3 separate regions of the Mus musculus genome follow, and all the other regions are linked to region 3. A link is a contact called in public Hi-C and HiChIP or PLAC-seq data. All regions are on one chromosome and are shown on one strand. Each heading gives the region's core, a stretch centred on a gene start, on an enhancer-like site or on the middle of the called end of the contact. The rest is flanking DNA. Distances are from core to core; before and after follow the strand shown.

What was found. A called contact is a pair of places that touch in the nucleus more often than the background predicts. HiChIP or PLAC-seq counts read pairs in DNA pulled down with a chosen protein or histone mark.
Region 1: a Hi-C map of CD8 T cells shows a contact between it and region 3, with 1.8 times the contacts expected there. The contact joins two enhancer-like sites. A contact is called at or near these places in 2 of 39 promoter capture datasets (cranial neural crest and embryonic stem cells), 3 of 15 datasets of contacts at CTCF or cohesin (the NIH/3T3 cell line, large pre-B cells and pro-B cells), 5 of 484 Hi-C or Micro-C datasets (CD4 T cells, CD8 T cells, epidermal suprabasal cells and 2 more), 20 of 115 datasets of contacts at active chromatin or transcription factors (the NIH/3T3 cell line, acute myeloid leukemia, bone marrow-derived macrophages and 12 more) and 2 of 9 other capture datasets (embryonic stem cells and liver).
Region 2: a BATF HiChIP or PLAC-seq map of CD8 T cells shows a contact between it and region 3, with 6 read pairs. The contact joins two enhancer-like sites. A contact is called at or near these places in 2 of 39 promoter capture datasets (embryonic stem cells and pre-B cells), 2 of 15 datasets of contacts at CTCF or cohesin (the NIH/3T3 cell line and large pre-B cells), 2 of 484 Hi-C or Micro-C datasets (bone marrow-derived macrophages and epidermal suprabasal cells), 18 of 115 datasets of contacts at active chromatin or transcription factors (CD8 T cells, the NIH/3T3 cell line, bone marrow-derived macrophages and 11 more) and 2 of 9 other capture datasets (embryonic stem cells and liver).

What each region holds. Positions count from the first base shown.
Region 1 is chr11:21,246,781-21,250,336 of GRCm38.p6, reverse strand. The region is part of intron 1 of Vps54 (VPS54 GARP complex subunit); the gene reads right to left. It also overlaps the pseudogene Gm23582. Among named protein-coding and RNA genes, the nearest start is that of Vps54, 9.5 kb to the right of the region's middle. Within about 2 kb of position 2,001, at least 48 of the 459 cell types and tissues checked have an H3K27ac peak or open chromatin away from gene starts, as enhancers often do. A contact at or near this core is called in CD8 T cells, where this site is marked.
Region 2 is chr11:21,222,299-21,226,297 of GRCm38.p6, reverse strand. No RefSeq gene overlaps it. Among named protein-coding and RNA genes, the nearest start is that of Vps54, 15 kb to the left of the region's middle. Within about 2 kb of position 2,542, at least 104 of the 459 cell types and tissues checked have an H3K27ac peak or open chromatin away from gene starts, as enhancers often do. A contact at or near this core is called in CD8 T cells, where this site is marked.
Region 3 is chr11:20,804,997-20,808,773 of GRCm38.p6, reverse strand. The region is part of intron 1 of Gm32213 (a long non-coding RNA gene); the gene reads right to left. Among named protein-coding and RNA genes, the nearest start is that of Gm32213, 12 kb to the right of the region's middle. Within about 2 kb of position 1,908, at least 30 of the 459 cell types and tissues checked have an H3K27ac peak or open chromatin away from gene starts, as enhancers often do. A contact at or near this core is called in CD8 T cells, where this site is marked.

The sequences.
Region 1 (3,556 bases), core at 752-3,251, 440 kb before region 3:
AAAAAAAAATTACACCATCAATATTTTACTAAATACTGTAGTTCATAATTGATTGGCTCCATTGAGATAATTTTGTTGATATTCAAATCATTTCCATTATATAGTAAAAAAATAGGTTCAAATGTAACTTGGTTTCAAACTATTTAGGTAAGTAATGAGAGCTATGGGATTTGAATTCCGACTTTCTGATTAAAGTCCATGCTTCTGCTTCTACACCACAGTCTCTCCAATTAAAAAGTAAATTTACTCTCACAACTATTATTTATGTCTTTTTTTTTAAGTTGGTTTTTCTAGACAGTCTTACTAAGTAGCCCAAGTTAGCCATGAACACTTTTAACCTAAGCTTACATAAACTTGCAATCTGCCTGTCTTAAACTCCCTAGCACCTGGAACACAAGCATGGACCACCATTCCTGGTTATATGCATGTTCTGTTAAGTGACAGGAATAATTCCTATGAAAGAATTAAGACTAGACTAGACTCTTCCTTAAGAGTAATGTAGTGCACATTTGCATCAGTGTGATGTATGTATTTTTTATTTTTCAAGACAGAGTCTCTCTGTGTAGTGTTAGCTGTTCTAGAACTCACTCTGTGGACCAGGATGTCCTCTAATTCACAAAGATCTGCCTGCCTCTGCCTCCCAACTCCTGGGATAAAAGGTGTACACCACCACCACCTGGATATTGTATTCTTCTTAGCAAAGAAGAAATCACTCCACTCCAAAAAGCTTCGATAAGCAAACATTCTACTACTTTCAACAAGAAATGTGTTCTGAACCTGCTCTTAAAAGTGCTGCAGGTGTGGGTACTGTGTTCCATGTGAGTCAGTGGGTGGCAGAGAGGAGAGAAAGGCGATGTCTAATCTCAGTGTTCTGACTTAGGAACATCTGGATGATGTTCATCATTTCCTAACATTCCCTGAAAACAGCGAGCCTGAGAGAACCACCAGTCCAGCATCAGAAGATTCAGTCAGGGAGTAGTCTGAAAGGACCACCAGCACAGCACCACGAAGGCCCAACAGCTCCCAACACTGGGAGCAAGCCAGAGATTAGAAGAACCTCACCTGGGACTAAGGACCCCAAAGGAGAGAGCCTGAGGTAAGGATACTAGCATGGAACCACTCTGGTGTACTGAGCAAGGAACACACCAAATGGGGCATCACGGGGCCTGGACAGGGAGCTAGCCTAAGATAACCACCAGCTGGGTACCACGAAAGCCTCAGGAGGCAGATCATGCCCAAGAGGACCCCTGCCCAGCACCATAATGCACTAGTGGCAGCATAGCACTCCTGAGAACACTCCTGAGATGATGCCAGACTCTCAGAGACCCCAGGCACCACTAAGAGAAACAAAGAATAGAGACATGAAAGAGAAACAAAGGATGTGGGTACAATGAAGAGAGGCAGAACTGGAGACTCAAGGGTAGTGAGGAACAGCCTGATGTATGTAGCTAGTGATTCTACCTGGGACCATGGTGAGGTCCTGGCCTGTGCTGTCACCTGGGGCCATGTTTGGGTCTGTGGCCCTGCAACACCAGAGGTCTGTTAACCACCACAGGCCAGATGAATGTCCCTGGTCTGGGCTGCCACCTAAGGACATGTTCATGTCTGAGAGCTGTGCAGAAATGGCCCCACCCCTCACCTGGACATTATGGGAAAGCGAACCCCACCCCTAGCCAGCTGCAGTACTCAGAAGAATGGGCCCTACAGACTGCAGGACTTGCAGGAGAGCCAGATCCCAGGGATGTGAGAGTTGGGAGAACTGGCCCTACTACTCATCTCCCATACAGTAGCATGGATGAGGGAGAAACACCCCATACACACCACTCACCACCTGCAGCAGGTGGGAGACCTGGCCCTGGGGTCATGAGAGCAGAGAGCTGACCCTGTCCCTCACCAGCTACAGCATTTGGGGGATTAGACCCTGCACCTAGGCAGCACAGTAGAGCTGACCTTGGTGGTGAAGGCACAGGGGAGCCAGCCCATAGGGTATGGACCCCAAGGGCATAAGCATGGGAGAGCTGATCCTGCCCTTGTCTTCCATGGGTAACATAGGCATGAAAGAGAGCACTCCCATCCCACCTCACTTTGCCACCTACAGAAGGCAAGAGCTAGCCAAGGGCATCAGAACAGGAAAGCTGGCCCTCAACTACTGCAACAATCAGGAGAGCAGGCCCTGCACCTGGGCAGCACAGTACAGCTGGCCCTGGATGTGGGCGTTGTAGATGAGCTAACCCTGAGAACTAAAGAGAGTAGGAGAGCCAGCCTTGCCTCTTGGCTGCTATGTAGTGGCATGGGCAAGGAAGCAACCCCCCTCCATTCCTTTTTGTTCTTCCCACCAGCAGTGGTAGGCAGGTGGGAGAACTGGCCCCAGTGGAATCATGAGAGCAGGAGAGCTGGCCCTTCCTCTCACCTACTGCAGCAGTCTGGAGAGCAGGCCCTGCACATTACCTGGGCAGCACAGTAAAGCTGACCCTGATGGCAGGAGTGCTCGTGGGCCAGCCCCAAGGGTGTGAACATGGAACAATTGGCCTCACAACTTGTCTGCCATGTGATGAAGAGAGGGGGGGGGGGGGGATCCACTTCCTCACCCCTTATCACCACCAATGACAAGCAGGAGAGCCTGCCCAAGTCATCAGAGCAGTAGAATTAGCCTGGCCCCTCACCTACTGCAGCACTCAGGAGAAAAGGCCCTGTACTTCACCTAAGCAGCAGAGTAGTGCTGGCCCTGAGGGCATGAGGGCCAGAGAGCCCTCCTCCCACTTGTCTGCTGGGCAGGGGAGAGGAGGTAGACACACCTCCCTCCCCTTCCTCGTCCCACACCATCTACAGGAGGCAGGAGAGCTGACTCCAGGATCATCAGAGTGGGAGAACTGGCCATGTCCCTCCCTCTCACCAGCTACAACACTTGGGAGAGTAGGCCCTGTACCTTACCTGGACAGCTGGATAGCGCTGGCCCTGTTAGCAGAGTGTGCTGAGCAGTTCACGTACCTCTCAGAACCAAAACTAGGGCTATGAATTAGCATACCCCACCCAAGAAAACTAGGCCCTCTAAATCAACATCATCAGAGCTCATATGAATTCCCAGAGATGGACACAGCACACAGGGCCTGCACAGGTCTATACCAGGCCCTCTGCATACATATGGCTTCCTGAGTGTGAGAATGAGCAGGTCTCTGTATCCTGTGCCCTCTCTTGGGCTCTTTTCTTTCTGTTTGTTTTGTTCTATTCCAATGTGTTGGGTTTTATTACTACTATTCTTTATTTTATAATTTATCACATTATTACTACTACTCTCCCTCAGAAGCTTGCTTTCTAATGGAGACAGAAAGAGTGTGGATCTGAGTGGGAGATGGGGAGGAACTGGGAGGAGTAGAGGGAGGGAAACAGTAATCAGGCTATATTATGTGCGGGGGGGGGGGGGGGGGATCTATTTTCAATAAAAGAAAAAAAGGATAACAAGAGGTAATGTTGGCTAGAATAAATTATAAATAATTGTAATACCAGAAATTTAAGTTGTCAGTTAAAAGCATCTGATGTTTTTCCAGAGGACCCGGGT
Region 2 (3,999 bases), core at 1,293-3,792, 420 kb before region 3:
TGACTAAGAAGTATAGTACTGGTGGGTAGAAGGTGCAGTAGTCCACAAGTCAGGCAAGAGGGTGGCAGCTGTAAGAATAGGCAGCCGTGTAGTCAGCTTGACCTGTCCTAAAACTGTAGTGTTGATGGCCTAAACATTGTAATGTGTTTCTGACAGTTCTGAAAGCTCAGACTCTAAGTGTATTGTACTAACATGGCCAGGTTCTAATGAGCACTCCTCCCATTGATGACCACTTTCTCCCTGTGTCCTAACACAGTAGAGAGAACATAAACTCTAGTCTTTTCATCTTCTAAGGCACGAATTCCTCCAAGGGAGCCTTATCAATTGAGACTTCATCTGAACATCCCTAAGCCCCAATTCCAAACATTGAGAGTTAGGGCTTCAACATGTAAACATAGAACAAATATCCAGTGTATAACAACAGCTTTAAGAGGCATTTGAAGACAAAATGTTGATAGTATTTGACAATTGGTTGAAGGGGCTAAAAAACAGGTAGACATTAAAGATGATCCTAAGTCCCTCACACAAATAACTGGGAAGATAATAGAGTATTCTCCATAGGAAACATTGGAAAGGGGAGAGATTTAAGACTGTATATTTAGTAGTTGGCATGTCCAATTTTGGTATGTCTCAGTACAAGCTAGATGGAAATGTTTAAGAAGGCAGTCAGATACATGGAGCTTGACCTCAGAATAGAGGTCTGAATGAATATATACATTTAAAAAAATAACTTGTTGTTAATAACTTAACAGATAGATGTGCACAAGATTCCTAAAGGAGTAAGCATAGGTAGTCAAGAACAGAAGGGGAGAGTATATGAGACTGGGGACAGAGCCGTACAAGGAGCCGTACATCAAACCAATGAGCAAACACACTTGCAGGAATAACTTTGTCTTCACGGTCTGCTTTTATGATTATATCAGTAGGGCTTCTTTGATTCCAAATGGCTTTCACATCCCTCTGGCTTTTAGAGCAAATCCTGGGAGGAGTAATGTCAATCAAAAGGAGCTAGAAAGAGGAAGCAGAAAAAAAAAAGAGGAAAGAGGAGAGACTGTAGTGTCATAGAAAAAGGAAGTAAAGAATTTTGAGGAAACTATGAGCTGTCAGCTCTGGCAAATAAGATGTGCTGTTGATTAGATTTATCAAAATGAGCCACACTATATCCAAGCCAGACAAGTTCACTGAGGAGTCATGGAACTGGAGGCTAATTATAGTGAGCTGGGATGCTATTTGGAGAAGTACAAAGCATGGACAGATTGCTTCTTGTTTTGTTTTAGAAAAAGGGGGGAGGAGAAGGAAGGAAAGGAGAGAAGAAAAGAAATGAAAAAGGGGGAATAGAAAAGTTGTCTCTGCAGGAGGTAGAGCTGAACTAAAGTATACAGCAGCAACTGAAGAACAGAGATGTGGAGTAGTCTCAAAAGCAAGACTGATTTCTACTACTACTTCTGTTTTAGAAATTACATTTTCATAATCCTTTCTAAAGGGATTTCTTTGTAGGATGGGTCACATATGAATTCTGCCTTTTAGAAATAGTGGGTTGTTACTTAATTGCATCTCATCCCTGTAGACCTTTGCTCCAGAATGTGCAGGACATGGGCCAAGAAGATGTGTGGCTCCCCTTGCACAAGGGACAGTGACTCATTTTCAGACATGGTTTGCTGAGCTTCCTGTGGACTTCTAAAACTGTGTGATCAGTGGGAGAATTTTGATGAGAAAAGGGGGGGTGGGTGGGAAGATGGCAGTATTCCACATAGAAACCAAAAGCAAAACTACCTTCCAACAGAAGTTTCCTGAGTGGCTCTCCCAGAGAGACAGGGCCTGAAACCACAAGGCAACAGTGAAGATGCCTCAGTGCTCTGGCTCTCGTGGTTATTATAGTTTAGTTCTAGTCATTGTCATTTTAGGTATTCAGAATTTTCTGGGAAATTACCATATCTCGTACTAATAGAGATTTGCTGTGATGACAAACATTCTATTACATCACGGAACCACAGTTTTTCTTTCTTCTTTCTTTTTGAGAACACAGTTGGTCGGGTTTCCCACAACATTAGCACCACTTTTCGGTGCCAGATTTCTGATAAAATGCCTGAAGGAAGCAACTTAAGAGAGCAAAGCTTCATTTTTTTTCCCTCACAGGGAAGGTGAAGTTGCAGGAGCTTGTAGCATGGCTTCTTACGTGGTACCAAACCACAAGGCAGGAAACTGTAATGTAGAGGATATTTGAACATGCTTGGAAAAGATCAAGAAAAAAAATTCTGTAAAACTAATGTACCCCTTCACTGAGCTTGATGACCGCGCCTCAATATTCAGTCATTAACATTGTTTTGTGGGTCACAAGATCGAAAACCATTTAAAACTCTTGATTAAACTTGATTCCCATTTTCCCCAAAAAGTCTAGCTTAAGCAAAGAACAGGAGGAGGAAGAGAAAGAGGAAGAGGAGGAGAAACAAAGTATTGCTTCATGTTATCAGGAAGAGGGCCATTACTTCACCAAGGCACAGGGTTCAGAAACACGAAGGATTAAGCAAGAGGCAATCTCATGTGAGGATCCCTGTCCTCCATTATGTCTAGACTTTAGTCTGGGGTGTCACATGACTTCACACAGTGGAAGAAGGCTATGTTCAAAAAGTAGCAGCCATGTTTGTCTTACAGGCTCAGTGACTCTCACTGATTCTGATTGGCTCGTGCTTCCAGCTCTGACCAGTAACAAGAGCCCATGTGAGGCTGTAACCGGCTGAGCCTGAATTATATCCAACTCTGGATGTGAAACTGAGTGGACCAAGCTTGGTAGAACACAGGGGGAATGGACAAAGATGTAGTCCTCCAAAGACAAGGCAGAGCTATGGCTCCTTTGCAGGGGAGAAAACAAAGAGAGCCAGCAACTGTCTGAGGAAGGTCTGGAATAATGGCGGACCCAGATGTGCTACCTCATCTTAATCTCTTTCCGTATAACATGCCACATCTCAGGGAACTAGCCAGCTTGCCTCTTCTACTGCTCTTGTGGATTGTGATTTTGCAGATTGACTCTCTTTTTCATCCCTTTGGTCTGCTGAGAATCAGAGTACTGTGCCTTAGCCCATCTCTATTTTTCTGAGTTTGAAATAAACAAAATCAATCCACTATACAAATGCAAAGTAACCACGCTTACCAAAACCACAAAGATTTGTTTCTGCCAATAGCCAGACTATTGGGAAATGAGTTACACTACTAACCTTTAAAGTTTCCTTTCTGGTGTTTCAGTGGCCATAACCTCTGAGGTAATCTTTCTTTATCACCCTCTTCCTGGATGTGAGTTGCTGAGTGCCTCTAGCCCCGAGCTCACATATGCCGAGTTGACATTTTGTTTACTAACTGTATAAAGCACCAGTCCTTGGTTTGTGGGTTCCTTGAAGGCAGAACATTAATTTCTATCTTTCTAAAGGACAAAGTTCACTGTCAGGGACTTACACGGTGGAAGGCCAATAAATGTTATCTAAATGAGCAAGAGTCTCATAACCCAATCTCATTTAAGTTTGATAACAGACTTCTGAAAAAGAGATGATTAATCAGAGATTGGAGAGTTAAAGTGAGTAAGGTAAGTGACTAGCCAAGATCACATACAGCAGGATTGGTGCTCATGTCTATCTGCTGCAAGCAGACCACTGTCTTGTTCAAACAAAACAAAACAAAACAAAACAAAACAAAACAAAACAAAACAAAACAAAACAAAACAAACAAGCCCAAGCGTTTGGAATGAGGTGAAAGTTCCAGTTTGTGTATGCTACTGGATGTCTTTTCAGCCTCTCTGCCATTGTTCGCCAACATGTGTCTTTCTCCATAGCCCCTGAACACATGTGTGCTTCCTTGCCTCTTCTGGTGGTTTCTTTTTTGTTGTTGTTTTGTGTTTTTTACGAGGCAGGGTTTCTCTGTATTGCCCTGGCTCTCCTGGGACTCACTTTGTACACAAGGCTGGCCTCGAACTCAGAAATCCGCCTGCCTCTGCCTCCCAAGTGCTGGGAT
Region 3 (3,777 bases), core at 659-3,158:
ACAATGGTTCTTGTCCACAGAAAACCTGGTCATCCAGGGCGTTGGACCAAGCAGGATGCAGACCCACCTCCTTCTCTACTAGGAAAAAGCCAGGCAGTCACTCTCTGTGGCTTCAGATCTGCACTGCACTCTCCTTGGTGCAGCCATTGTGTCTGAAGGCCCTTGACCTCAAGTGGGGGGGTGGGGTGGGGAGTGGAAGTATGGTGGTGTAAAAAAGTATTCTGGTTATCAAATAATACTGTGAGGGCCGAGAAGATTCCTTTCTCTTGGTCCTTATCTGAACTACAAAGGGCAGCTTGTAGCTCTGAGAAGGCATCTCAGATCAACACCCCACACACACATACACACAAGCCTTCCATGTACCTACCAACAACCCTGGCGGCTAAGATGCCAGGGCAGAGGTTCACCTGGACAAGAACTGACAAACTCTGTAGATCTATTTGCTACAACAGAAGAGATGTTTTAAAAACACAGTCATACTTTTGAAACGTGAAACTCTCTGTCATCTCTGGCAGAAACAGGCAGCTCTGCAGCCATTGTAGGGAGCTGAGGAAGATCCAAGTGGATGTGTATTGTTGACATGGGAACTCCAAGGCCTTGAACCCATGGAAACTGGCAAGGCCATTAAGACTTGAGACTACTAGCTCACAGAGACCCTCTACAGAGCCTGGCTAAGCCCTCCCCTGCATATTCCGGTTGCCAACATTAATAGGTGTAGCTCTATCAGACCTCACACACCCACAGGACCCCAGCTTCCTTGTGCATGTGTCTGTATGTCTGTCCTTTCTCCATTCCCTCTCTGCCCCTAATCAGGATTCCAGGACCCAAGCCATGCAGGCAGCAGAAAGCCATGCTGGAAGAGGCATCATAGGGGCTAGGGATGCGACTCGGCAGTTAAACGCGCTGACTGCTCTTCAAGGAACCTAGGTTCATCTCCCAGTGTCCTCTGTATCTGCAGCCAAAAAGCAGAGAGTAACGGATGCTCATGCTCAGCCCACATGTCTGTCTTATGCTTGCTTGCTTATTTCAGTGTCTGGGCATTTAGACTGCATGTGCTGTCTACGCATCGTGTGAGTACCTGTGCCTCTGAGGTTAGAAGTCAGAAGTTAGATTCCCCTGGAATTAAGACAGGAACTGAGGGCTGACAAGATGGCTCAGCGGGTAAGGGCACTGACTGCTCTTCCGAAGGTCCTGAGTTCAAATCCCAGCAAATACATGGTGACTCACAACCACTGGTAGTGAGATTTGATGCCCCCTTCTGCCCTCTTATGTCTGAAGTCAGCTACAGTGTACTAACTTATAATAATAAATATTTGGGCAAGAGCAAGCAGGAACTGAGTGAATGAAGTTGACCGAAGCGAGCAGAGGTCCTAAAATCCAACCCCCAACAATCACATGAAGGCTCAGAACCATCTGTACAGGTACAGTGTACCCAGATATATTAAACAAACAAACAAGCAAATCTTAAAAAAAAAAAAAAAAGATAGGAACTGAACCCAGGTCCTCGTTGAGAACAGCCAGTGTTTTTAACTACCAAGCCATCCATCCCTTAGCCCCACTTCATTTTTTATTTTACCAGGATCTGAGCCCTGGTAAATAACCTACAGTAAGTAGGTTTTCCCACCTCACTTAACCTAATTCTCCACAGGCAGGCCAGGGCCCCCTTTCCCCAGCCAACCTAGATCTTAACAAAGCTGACAATCATTTCCCTCCCCCCCACCCCCCCACCCCCGCCATCAGATAAACATTGAGCATGTGAAAACACTGAAGACCTTTCAGCGAGTTTCTAAGGGGCCAGACCTGCCCATCTTCCACTCTGAAGACTTGGCCCATGGTACCACCTAAGCATAGAAAAGCCAGTAAATTAGTCTACTGACATGTGGAAGAGGAAGTAGGGTGGGGTTAGGACCTATGTAGTAACCCTTGACATCGGTTCATAGACCACTTCCTTGGTTTCTGTTTTAATTGCCTCTATCCTGGTAGCATTTAACCAAAAATATGGGGATTGGTAAGTAACAGCCTAGAGGCAAATCCAGACCATGGCCTGTTTTTTGGTTTTTGGGGTTTTTTTTTTTTTTTTGTTAATGTGTATGTGTGTTGTGCGCGTGTGTACATGTTCATATGTGTATTCATTTGTGTGTATGTATAGGTGGGTACATATGCACATGTGTCCAGCATATGGAAGCCAGACATGTTCTCCTCTATCGTTCTCCACCTTTGTTTTTTGTTTGTTTATTTGTTTGTTTGCTTGTTTGCTTGTTTGCTTGCTTGTTTGTTTGTTTAGACAGGGTGGCACACTGAACCCAAAGCTCACTGATTCAGTAATATTAGATGGCCAAAAAGCTCCGGGGTACTAAACAATCCTGAGCGTCACAGGACCTTTCGGGCATTCTGTAACACTGCTGAACTTTTTTTCTTTTTAAAGATTTATTTATATGACTACACTGTAGCTGTCAGACACAGCAAAAGAGGGCATCGGATCCCATTACAGATAGTTGTGAGCTACCATGTGGTTTCTGGGAATCAAACTCAGCACCTCTGGAAGAGCAGTCAGTGCTCCTAACCTCTGAGACATCTCTCCAGCCCACTGCTGAATTTTATTGTTCTAAGACAATAAAAACAAAGTTCCTGTAAAGAACTTCCTGGACTTTAATCCCTTTCTCTTGGTATCAGTTTCTGTTCTATTGCTATGGTAAAACACTAAGGCAAGTTATCAAAGAAGAGTTTCACTAGGCTGACAGTTCCAAAGGGTTAGGGTCCAAGATGGCAGAATGGAGGTAGCAGTGCAGCAGCTGAGAGCTCACGTCTCAAACCACAAACGGGAATCAGAGAGCCGGCTGGGATTGGCTGAAGCCTGAAAAGCCCACCAACAGTGGTATACTTCCTCCATTCAAGGCCATACAGCCCAAATAGCCAGCAGTGTTTACCTTGATCCTTGCATTAGCCCAAATGCAAATACTCTTATCTAATCCTACTTCCTCCTCGATCCCAGTGACAAGTACTTGCTAAATTTCTATAAGCAGCACCAAAAGCTCTCCACAAGTTTACAGATCAAAAGGTAAATGATACAAATATGGGCAGGTAGTATTACATAAAATTGTACAATAAGCAAAATAATGGAAAGAGATGAGAGACTGTGAAAATCTGACAACCAATACCCCACCCTCCACTGTCCTATCGCTGTTAATGAAAAGCAGGACTAGCCACAAAGCATGATGGCCTTGCTCACAATTGTAGTCCTAGCACTAGGGTGCCAAGGATCATAAACTTGAGGCCAACTGGAGCTACATACCTGTCTCAGATAGATAGATAGATAGATAGATAGATAGATAGATAGATAGATAGATAAGTATTGTATAAATTGTGCTATCTTTGAAAATTCAGTAATTGTATGTCACAAGTTGTCTTAGTCAGGGTTTCTATTCCTGGACAAAACATCATGACCACGAAGCAGTTGGGGAGGAAAGGGTTTATTCAGCTTACATCTTCCACATTGCTGTTTCATCACTGAAGGAAGTCAGGACTGGAACTCAAGCAGGTCAGAAAGCAGGAGCTGATGCAGAAGCCATGGAGGGATGTTCTTTACTGGCTTGCTTCCCCTGGCTTGCTCAGCCTGCTCTCTTATAGAACCCAAGACTACCAGCCCAAGGATGGCACCACCCACAAGGGGACCTCCCCCTTGATCACTAATTGAGAAAATGCCTTACAGCTGGATCTCATGGAGGCATTTCCTCAACTGAAGCTCCTTTCTCTGTGATAACTCCAGCCTGTGTCAAG